Linked DNA regions of Mus musculus: region 2 is linked to region 1. Evidence: chromatin contacts called from public HiChIP or PLAC-seq data. All regions are on one chromosome and are shown on one strand. The core of a region is the stretch at or near the end of the contact, and the rest is flanking DNA. Distances in the headings are between cores, read along the strand shown. Region 1 holds the start of Dusp14 (dual specificity phosphatase 14). Region 2 overlaps Tada2a (transcriptional adaptor 2A).

Evidence for each region. HiChIP or PLAC-seq counts read pairs in DNA pulled down with a chosen protein or histone mark.
Region 2: a KLF4 HiChIP or PLAC-seq map of embryonic fibroblasts shows a contact between it and region 1, with 22 read pairs. The contact joins the enhancer-like site here to the promoter of Dusp14 in region 1. A contact is called at or near these places in 3 of 39 promoter capture datasets (hippocampal neurons, liver and macrophages), 19 of 484 Hi-C or Micro-C datasets (adipose-derived mesenchymal stem cells, cerebral cortex, cortical neurons and 10 more), 8 of 115 datasets of contacts at active chromatin or transcription factors (the SCID.adh cell line, embryonic fibroblasts, embryonic stem cells and 4 more) and 3 of 9 other capture datasets (adipose tissue, liver and pancreatic islet).

The regions. Positions count from the first base shown.
Region 1 is chr11:84,065,142-84,070,880 of GRCm38.p6, reverse strand. Dusp14 (dual specificity phosphatase 14) reads left to right here and starts at 2,524. Exons shown (of 3, transcript NM_019819.3): 1 at 2,524-2,611.
Region 2 is chr11:84,099,448-84,104,872 of GRCm38.p6, reverse strand. It overlaps Tada2a (transcriptional adaptor 2A), which reads left to right. Exons shown (of 16, transcript NM_172562.3): 7 at 593-681; 8 at 1,748-1,820. Among named protein-coding and RNA genes, the nearest start is that of Tada2a, 27 kb to the left of the region's middle. Within about 2 kb of position 3,747, at least 21 of the 459 cell types and tissues checked have an H3K27ac peak or open chromatin away from gene starts, as enhancers often do. A contact at or near this core is called in embryonic fibroblasts, pancreatic cancer cells, stem cell-derived neural stem cells and 1 more, where this site is marked.

The sequences.
Region 1 (5,739 bases), core at 1,275-3,774:
TAGACAAAACACTCACACAAATTAAATGAATACATTTGGAGTTACCAAGTTGGGGGATATGGTTCAGTTGGTACAGCGCATGCTGGCCATGCACAAGGACCTTAGGTTCAATCACTGCTACTATAAACAAATACATTTGAATCAACTAAAAAGGACTAACATTAGAAAATGAGTTCCGGGCTGGAGAGATGGCTCAGTGGTTATGAGCACTGACTGCTCTTCTGAAGGTCCTGAGTTCAAATCCCAGAAACCACATGGTGGCTCACAACCATCTGTAATGAGATCTAATTCCCTCTTCTGGTGTGCCTGAAGACAGCTACAGTGTACTTACATGTAATAATAAAGAAATCTTTGGGCCAGAGCAAGTGGGGCCAGAGTGAGCAGAGGTCCTGAGTTCAATTCCCAGCCAACTACATGATGGCTCACAACCATCTGTACAGCTACAGTGTACTACTCATATACATAAAATAAATAAATCTTTTTTAAAAAAGAAAGAAAGAAAAAAATGGTTCCTTGGTCACACAGGCTGCATATCAAGGGCTTAGAAGCCAGCAAAGGCTCTTGGGGCCCCTGCAAAGATCTACAGAGAAGATATTTCAGCCATCCTTTCTACTTAACTCTAGATCATTAGCATAAACTACACAGAGAAGGGTCTCTTTGCATGAGCTTGCCTCTCCCTCTTAAATTAGGGTGTGACTTTTCCTGGAAGGCTTATATCGCATAGTCTACAAAAGCTGTCCTGCTCCTTGTCCCCACCCAGAACTTACTCATGTGCAAGTAATAATGTAAGCAAAAATGATCCCAAAAAACAAAACTGGATGGAATTTAAGGAGGAGTGTGACTGCCACCAAGTCATGAAGTGAGTACAGGACTGTAGGTTCTCAGCTTGTGGGCCAAGACCCTTTCATACGGGTCCCACATCAGCTATCCTTCATGTCAGACATTTACGTTATGGTTCAAAACAGTAGCAAAATTATACTTAGGAAGTAGCAACAACAATAACAATATGGTTGGGGGTGGTCACTGCGTTAAAGGGTGGCAGCACGGGTGTGTGTGTGTGTGTGTGTGAGAGAGAAGCACTGTAGAGGGACATGCAGAAATACAAACAGCATTCAATCACTTCCAGTAGAGATTTTGCTATTTTTACATTAGGGATGTCAAAAGCAGGTCATGAAATAAACTGCCGGAATGATAATAGTACCAGAAAGATATATTCCCATGCAGTTTGAACTCGGTGCTTTAACCTAATCTTAGTCTCCTTGTGTTCTTCATGAAATGGTTAATTTTGCCTAATTTTAAAGCTCTCATGCTTTTTAATGGCATCAAATCTCTTCAGTCTAGGCCATTTTAGCTTTCCCTGTATTATCACTAAAATGCCTCTGCTGTTATATTTTCGTCTGGGAAACAGACAAAAACTTCTAGATATTGCAGCACCCACAAAAAGACTGAATCCAGTTGGCCAATGGAGATTAAAAAAAGAAAGAAAGTAAAACAAAAACCTCCAGGTTTTACTTGAAGATGCTAGAAACTGTTAAGTAAGCCCTAAGTGCGGCGTGCTCCTCCTCTGTCCCCTCCCCCAAATCCAAGAATACTAGTTTGACTTCAGCAGTTCTGATGTCAGCGATTTGCTACAGCGAGGGCATTGCTTGGGTGAGCACAGGACCAACCGAGCGCCAAGTCAGGACTCCTGGAGTCTGACTCACTGCAGAGGCTGGAGGAAGTCGTTCCTACCGCCCCTGTATCGCCCCTCAGTTTTGCGAAGAGAAGAGTAGGGTGGCGCTAAAGTCAGTTTGCATCCATTCATTTCAGGTGAGAAAACCTAAAGAGGACAGAAAGAGAGGAAAGAGAGAGGGAGAGAGCGAGAGAGCTAGTTGAGAGCAAAGAAATTTCAAGGGTTCCACAAGTCAGCCTCGTTGTACCTAGGAGTGTGGGTACTGTCAATGCATCAGAGGTTTAGGGGTCTTTAACTCCTTTGGAGTTTCCCCAGTTACTTCCCTCACCTGTCAATCAAAATCCACCCAGCAGTTGACGGAAGAATTAGGGCGTGGTGGTTTATACCTTTAATCCCAGCTTTAGGGAGATAAAGGCAGAGGCAGGCGAGTCTCTGTGAGTTCCAGGCCAACCTGGTCTACATAGTGAGACCTTGCCTCAACAAACAAGCAAAAAAGAGTGGCTTTGCCTTCCCCCTTGGGTCCGCACCTGGGGCTGTCTCGCCCGGGGGAGGAGGAGGGGGTGGCTGAGAGGCGGTGATTAGTCACTGGCTGCGGCGCTCACACCTTTTATTCTGTCTCTTCCCGCAGTTGCCTCTCTGCATTTGGACAGATTCTTCGAACGCCAGCTCAGAAGCTGGGCCGGAGGACAACGCGGCTTCAAGGAGCAGGGGTCTGCGAGTAAGTCCAGGTGAGTAGGAACCGGGGCCAGGAGGACCTGCCCGCGCCGCAGCGCGCACGCGCGGCGCCCGGAACCCACGCTCGTCCCCGCTGCGGGCCCGCGCTCGGAAGAGGGCGGCAGCGCGCAGGGAGCGGGAGGCGCGCGAGGCCGGCGGGCAGAAGCCGCGAGCCTCGCAGCAGCACGGACCCGAGAGCCGCCGCTGCCGCCACCGGCACACTCGGTACGGGGTGCGGGGGAGAGCCAGAGGGGCCCGGGCGCATGCGACCCTCGGCTCTGCAAACTTTGTGCGGGTGCTCGGCGACCTCGGGGCGCGGGGCGGGAGAGGCTGGGATCCCCGAACCCAAGCCGGCAGGCGTCAGCATGCACCCCGCGACCGGCCCCGCCACCCCCTGGAAACACTTGGCTTTCTGCTATGCCAAGAACTCAACTTGAGCGTCTCTCCTCGGTGTTAGATTGGTGTGCACCATGCTCACATCTGACTCTTATTTCTCCTAAGTATCCTTGCTCTGGAGCGAAGTTGAATTGTACTGGGCTTGGGGTAGGGAAGGGAGCCGAGTGGTGTAGCCGCCTTAGGATTGTATAACTACCTTCTATTGAAGTGGATGTTGCCAGTGGCATCGGCTAATGTTATGGTAACTGGGCATCTTAGAGGCAAGAGAAGGCGGGGTGTTTTACCAGTAGTCTCCCGGTCTAATAATACTAAAAACAATACCTCATACTTTCCACTCAGGAGAGCCCCACGGCATTTGGTTTACGTTCTCTGGGTAGTTTTCAGTGAAGTTTCTAAGAGGTAGGTGGAGAGCTGTGCTTTCCCGATTTGTAGATGTAAAAAACGGAGGCAAGGATTCGGATTCTTAACTGACTTTAATGAAATGTGGACCAAGAGTTTTAACGCAGTTTCCTGCAGTTCTTGCTCCAAAAAGTACCAACTTTGAAGTTTAATGGGATACCAGAACATCCTCCCTGAGGACAATGAAAGGTCAGAGAGGCCAAGGGACAGTGGTCTGCAGCCGCAGGCCTCAGCTACAAAGCCGGGTCCCTCCAACAAGATGCAACTCTTTGGGTGTTGTATGTATTCTTTGCAAAGTTGTGTTTAGGGCTGCAATTTGCTGTTGTCTTTTGTGGACTCATAAAGGGCATTTAGTCTCGGTTTCCTTGAGAAACAGAGGAGTGAGGCACCCCCAGAGTGAGGCACCACTTCTTCCTTGCTGGAGACACCTTAAGAATTCCCATGAGGTCAGACGAGGGCCGAGAGTTCCCGGGAGGAGGGAGGAAGGAGCCCTGCACAGGCGGCTTGACACATGGGCCCCACTCCTGCCTCCAGCTCTGACTCACCTACTGACGCTTGGGGGAGGAGAATAGCTGCTTGGTATTTTTGGCTTTCCCCCATAAAACGGGAGACAGTTGGCTTCATTCGAGTCTTCTCAGCATCCTTTTCGAGAGCGCCGCGCCGCTGAGCTTAGTCCTCCTCTCGGAAGGAAACCTTTGATACTGGCTGACTGCAGGTATGCATTCTGTGAGATCCCTTAATAGAGCTGCACACAGATTTACTGCTGGAGCTTCTAAATCGGGGAAATCCTTCAAGACTTTGGGATTGAAATTAGGGTTAAGAGAAATCTTTGAATTAGATGTATACCTTTGCATGAGGAATTTCTTTTCCTTTTTTTAACAAGATGGATTAAAAATATTTTCCCAGCATCACAAAAAAAGGCTTGGCTCATTCCATCTGAAAAATTAGGACTTTATAGATCAGGTCATTGTCTTCCTTTAATCTTCAAAAGAATGGCTGTCTGTGTGTCTTTCTGTTGGCTTGTATCTTGTAGACTCTTCCCAGCGTTTTAATAAGATGTGTATTTGCATAAGTGACTTGCTAACAAAATCATTTTAGAGTGGATCCGGTTTATAGCAATTTGGTTTCTGTCTAGAACAGGTAGCATGCTTTTTAGGTAAAATCATGTTAACTCTGCCAGCACCTTACTATCTCTCTGAGCAACAGGCAGAAGGATCTCACAAACAACTTGAAAGGAGCTGGGTCGTTGTGATGCTTGGTTTTACTCCCAGGTGCAGAATGGAAACTTCCCTATTAATACACAAACACGACAGGCACGCACGACCAACAGCAGCGGATTGTCTTTGCACAGAGAAGACACAAGAGGGAGTGGAAGGCAGAAGAGTTGCTAAAGCAACCGATGGCCTGGGTATAAACTTACAGGGCTCGCATTTAAGGTGGTAGCTTCATTATTTATGATCGCTTCCCTGGGGTGACACAACAGAAAGGAAAGCGTTAATGGAGGAGGGTGCCGCAGCTCAGCTGGAGTCAATGGCAGGAAAAGGGTTCATCTGACAAGTTCATGTCAGCAGGGCATGACTTTGCATAGCAAACATTTACTAAGGAGTTTTGCTGTTCTAAAGGCACCGGGCTGGGTGCTGAGGTAAGAAAGCAAATGAGGGTCACGACCTTAGACACGACCTTAGACACGACCTTAGACACCTAGTAATAGTGAGAGGAGTGCTCTTTTCCTGGGATCGGAGCCTGTTTTTTGGTACTCGATGAAGGAATAAACTGAATGGGTAACTTGATCAGTTACTTTAGAGAAAGATGTAAGGGTAACCACAGCCAAGAAGCAGACTCCTACTGCATTTTCCCCTCCCCCCTAACCCCCCACTACTTTTTCAGGACAGCTGATTACTGTACTGACTATAATGGAAATAATCTCCTTTGCCTATGGTTTTTACCTCTAAGCATAAACCTAAACAGCACAGCTGTTCATGCCCCTTTCACCTTTATGCAACATTTTTTTTAGGTCTTGTTTGTTTGCGATGGGGTCTCTAGTGTATCCCTAGCTGTCCTGAAACTTGCTCTGTAGACCAGGATGACCTCAAACTCACTGAGATCTGCCTGCCTCTGCCTCCCAGCTGCTGGGATTATAGGCATTTGCTACAACACCAGGCTTAGGTTTTTCTTTTCACTTGCAATAACTATATATATAGATATATATAGATATATGTGTGTGTTATGTGTAATATATATTTTATATATATATATAGTGAACATATAGATAATTGTGTAAATTAATGCACTGTAGTGTTTGAATTTTTAATTCATATTTTTTATGTGTGTGGAGTTTTCAGCTGCAGGTTTGTCTGTGTACTATATTTGTGCTTGGTGCCCAGAGGGGCCAGAAGAAGGTGTCAGTCTTCTTAGGGAAGTCTAGAGTTAAAGATAGTTTAAGCTGCCATGTGGAGGCTGGGAATTGAACCTAGCTAGGTCCTCTGAAATAGCAGCCAGTGTTCTTAACCACTGAGCCATCTCTCCAGCCCCTGCACTATGATTTTTTTTTTTTTTTA
Region 2 (5,425 bases), core at 2,498-4,997, 33 kb before region 1:
TGATTGCCACCTGGGACGCTAAGGCATGGGGTTCTGAGTCTGGGAGTAGTGTAGGAGTTTGAAATACTGTCTCAGCGCAAATAAAAACACCACCAACACTTGGGTGGTGGATCTCTCGATTTGAGGCCAGCCTGTCCTTCAAGTGAGTTCCAGGGCTACATAGAGAGACCCTGTCCCCAAAAAAAAGCACAAACAAACAAAAAACAGTAAAACGAAGCTATGGTTTTTTTCATAACTAACCTTTCACTCTTTATAAAACTTCTACATTTGTTCTTGTGGGTCCTTTTGCTCAAAGGAATCTGTTTGAGATGTGGTACCCTGCACCTGTAACCCAGTACTCAGCAGGCCAAGGCCGCTCTCAGCTTTATAGTGATACCCTGCCTTGGAACACTTTGGCCTTGAGCTCAGCTGTGTAGCTGAATGTGACCTCGATCTGAGCCTTCTGCTTTTGACTCGTGGCTTGATGCTAGGATTACAGGCATATGCCATTGTGCCCTGAGGAATTCTGGGTTGCTTGTTTGTGTGTTTTTAAATCCAAAATATGAAGCCATTTATTTGACATTTTCATGCTAATGTTTTCTGTTTGCTCCAGCCGCAGATGACCCTCCCCGGCCTGCCTTTGACTCATTGCTGTCTCGGGACATGGCAGGCTACATGCCAGCGCGGGCAGATTTCATTGAGGTAACAAACATGTGTTTTTAGCACACAATAAGGAAAAGCTTACAAGGTTATTATCTCTTACTATAGGAAGAGTAGGATTTTCAGGCCTGTGAAGTGACATCAGCTTGTTCCTTTTCCCCCTCTGTGAGCACTTACCTGTTTAGCAGTGACAGTTCTGAGTGAGGACTGACCTCTTAGGGTATAGTGGTGTTGCTCCCACCGACTTCACAGGTGTGAAATGTCTGTAGTTGTCATTCCACAGTGAGGGGTTTTCAAAGGTTGACAAGCCAAGGACCAGGTTACATTTTAAGCTTTTTCAATTATAAAGTTCCTATTGCAGCCAGACTTTAATGTTATTATTTGAAAGTAGCATACAAACATTTTGAGTTTTAGAGAGGCCTGGGTTGTACTGTGAAAGCCTGTCTCAAACAAACAAACAGCATAGATGATATATAAACAAAACAAATAGATACAGCTGTCTTCCAACAAAAGTTTATTTCCCAGGCTGAGGGCTGGGTAATGGTTGTATATGCATATGTCCATTCAAACTATGTTCCTTACTTAGCCATGGAATTAAGGAAAATGTGGAAGTGATGTCAAGCTCTAACTTGCCATCTGAAGTCATCTGCAGTGCTCTTGGAGAGAGGTGTCAACCTAGAGCCCAGCCTGCCATACTTAGGTGGGCGATTTGTTCACGCAGTGTGAGTGCATAGCCACCCCATAGTCTTCCTCTTCTGGAAACTGTCTTCAATAGACTGCTCTGATCTTATTGTCATATTAGGACTAAACAGATCCCTCAAAAGCTAGTAGAAGGAAAATGAATTCATGCAGAGTACTTGAAGGCCTAATCAAAGATTCTCTTTGGAATGAACAAACTATTAAACATTTTTAAACAATAGGCTGGGCTTCACTCTTAGTATTGTGGTATCCCAGCGCTCTTTTTCTATAACTTTCCCTTAGACTAGTATCTTTGCCTTTTATCCGATTTAGTACTTAGCAGATATTTCTCTTTGCATCTGAAGCATGGCTATTGTAAAGGCATTACTCAAAACTGATGGCTTTCTGTGTTCTCTCTCTCCTCTAACAGGAGTTTGACAATTATGCAGAATGGGACTTAAGAGACATTGATTTTGTTGAAGACGACTCAGACATCTTACATGGTAACATTTATTTTATCAGAGGCTTGTTGATGACAAGTATTGATGACACTGCTGGATGTTGAGATATAAGGATTAGTAGAACATGTACTCTGCCCTTAGCAAATTCAGAACTTAGTGGTTGGACTGGTGACATGGCTCAGTGGTAGAGTTTGCCCTAGGCCCAGGGTTGGATTCAGGCACTACAGAAAACCAAAAACTAGTTAAGTTGCTGAATGTACCTTCTTGCCAAGCTTTGGCCTGTCTGACTTGTGATGATAGTAAGAATATAGAACACATAATAGAACTTGGGAAATATCCAGGTAGTTGATTAATAACCCTGGTCTCTTTAGGGAAATAGTACACAGACCTTGGATTTCAATTGTAACTGCAGATACTGTTCACTGTCATTTGTTAACACACAGTTAGGAAATGGTCAAAAGTGTATTTAGACCAAAATTGGGGGTTCTTATTTCTCAGAACTGTTGATTTTAAATTACATTATTGTTATTATTTAGGTATACATTTGTGCTCCTGTGTGTATGCCTGTACACATATATCTGGAAGTCAGATGGCAACCTTAGGAGTCATTCTTCAGGTGCTGCCCCGTCTTTTTCTTGAGACAGCCTCTCACTCTAGCCAGAACTTGCCAGGTAGACTAGACTAGATGCACAGTGAGCCCTGGGGATGTGGCTGTCTCCAACTCCCCGAGAATTGTAAGTATGTGCCACCACGCCCAGCCTTTCTTTCAAGTGGGTTCAGGTTAAGAGCTTTACCGACTGATCTGTTTCCCCAGCTCCGCTTCCCATGTTAGAAATGGAGACAGCGTCTTACATAGCCTAGAGTCCCAAACTTGCCTTATAGCCAAGGAGAGTTTTGGGTTTTTTTTTTTTGGTTTTTCAAGACAGGGTTTCTCTATGTAGCCCTGGCTGTCCTGGAACTCACTCTGTTATCAGGCTGGCCTCGAACTCAGAAATCTGCCTGCCTCTGCCTCCCAAGTGCTGGGGTTAAAGGCATGCACCACCACCGCCCAACTTTTTTGTTTGTTTGTTTGGTTGGTTGGTTGGTGTTTTTTTTTTTTTTTTTTTTTTTTTTGGCAAGGATAGTTTTGAACTCCTGATTCTATGTCCAGCTCCTGGGTGCTGCATTTACTGGGATGTGTCACTTTCCTCCACACTGGAGACTGAGTGTTGTGAACTGTATGATACACAGATAACTGCTCTTAAAGAGACTATTTGGGAAGCACTGGAGATCAAGGGCGTGTCTTCCTGGCAGCACACTGTCAGTACCTTGTTTATGGCTCTGAGCTCTTTGAGTAGCCTTTCTGACAGCATAGCCATGGCTGACACATGCTGTCCCCAGCAATCTCTCAGAACAATAACTAAAGTAGTCCAAGAGCCCAAGAGACTCAGGAAGGAACAAGAAGGAACGTTTAAGCATACCTGGCACACGGAGGGGCACAGATTGGTGGGAATCGGGACATTGATTCAAGCTTGGGCTTGCTTCTGAGTCACTGTGGAATCCTGGGCAAGTCCTTGGAGTCCTGTTTCTTTGTGTCCCATATCAGTGAAGAATGACACCAATTAGTCAGGGTGTACATGTGTCCAGTGGATGATGGTGTGCAATGCAGGCTGGTGTTATTATTCCATACCATTGTACTTCTAATACAGCTGGGCATTAGCAACATTCCTTTCAGACTCCCTCACTCATAATACTGAAAGGAATTTGGGCTGATGCCAACAAGCTTTCTTTGTGTCACCCAAAGATTTGTGTTGATTCATGGAATTTATCCAATAAAGTCAGCTTTGTAGTCTATTATAGAGTCATGGGTGCAATAGAGTGATAGTTAATTACATTCCAAGTATACCAGAAGGTTCCTACCATGGGTCCAGGAAACGCATGTCCCGTACAGCAATGTCTGAGGAAAATAAGGAAGTTCTGTAGTCTCGTGAGTGGTACTGTCTCCTACCTTGTTGACATAAGCTATTGCTGGTGCAGAAAGAAACGAGGACTCATTAAGTCTCCAGTCTTGTGACACTGTGAGATTTCCAGGCAGATGCTTAGTGAGCCGGCCCACTAGGCTCACCTCTTTTTATCTGCGGAAAAAAATCTCTCTAAATATGTGGACAACCCCTTTCTTAAAATGTCCCAGGGTCCTAAACTTATGGGTGGATCGTCTTTCTGGTTATTGTCCTATAACCCAGGGAAGTGAAGGCACCAGGCACTGTGGGCTGAGTCAGGGTTTGCAAGGCTTCTCAGGGTTATATGCTAGCATAGTTTGCGCTCCCTCTGGCTGGTTGGTTTCAGACTAACTCTGTCGCCAAGGCTGACTTAGAACTTGCCCTGTGGATCAGGCTGTCCTGGAATCCTGCTGTGTCCGTCTGTTTTCACACACTGATACTTCACTCATGTGCCACCATGCCAAACATGCATGCCATCTCTCTGTGAAACTTCACTTCATCAAGGCTCCTCTGCCAGCCATGGACCCCCTTTATTCTCCACAGTGTATTTCTTCTATTTAAATTCCCAGCTTTTAGACCTTTAACTGTATACCAGAGGTCCAGCAGATCTTTCTGCATTCACTTGTTACTGTCTCTCATTTTATAGAAACCAGTTGTATATGCATAGGTAGAAATGCTATAATAATACTAACATTAATACTACTATTAATAGCTAAGATATATTTCATTTACTGTTTGCCAGGTGCCATTTTAAGTCCTTCACATATATGAATTTTTTTTCTATTGGAACAGGGTCTTGCTATGTAACCTAAGCTGCTCTCAAACTCTTTTTTTTCTGTTTTAGCCTACTGCATGGCTTATGGTATGCACCACTTCACTTAGCTCTGTGAAGTCATCTAATACTTACAAGACCCTCTGAGTTGAGAGTTACCATTATTTTGGCTTTACAGATGGAGAAACTGGAAATTATATACAAGCAGCAAGTAGCAGAACCATTCTCAAGTCTGTCCTTAGCATTGTACAATACCATCAAGATTTTGTTGGTTTTGAGGGTGTTTTGCGGGGGTAATTTATTTAGTTCTATGTGTGTGGTATGTGTGTGCATGTGTGTATGCCATGACACTAATATGGAGGTCAGAGGACAACTTGTAGGAGTTGGCTCTCTTCTTCCATCATGTGAATTTCAGGGATCAAAGTCAGATTGTCTGGTTTGGTGGTATGTGTCTTTATTACTGAACCATCTCAGTGGCCCCTCTTTTTCGTTTGTTTTTGTTTTGTTTTGTTTTTTTGGTTTTTTGTTTTGTTTTGTTTTGTTTTTTTGGTTTTTTGTTTGTTTGAGTTATGGTTTTACACTGTAGCGTAAGTTAGCCTCAAATTTAAAGCTGCTCTTCTGTGATGGCCTTCCGAGTGAGTGCTGGGATTAGAGGCAAGAGCCAGTACACCTACGACATCCATCCTTAATATTTTTGTTGCTGTTTCTTTCCTTAGCTCACATTTGTAATCTTATATAGCTGCACCACATGGAGAAGTGGGAATAGACAATGTTCTCTTTTTACATTAAAAGAAATATGTAAAGTTAAGTAATTTACCTCTGGCTTCCTAATAACTGACTTTAATCATTAGGTTACATAGTTTTCATTTGTAGAATTATTTTTGTGCATCTTGGCC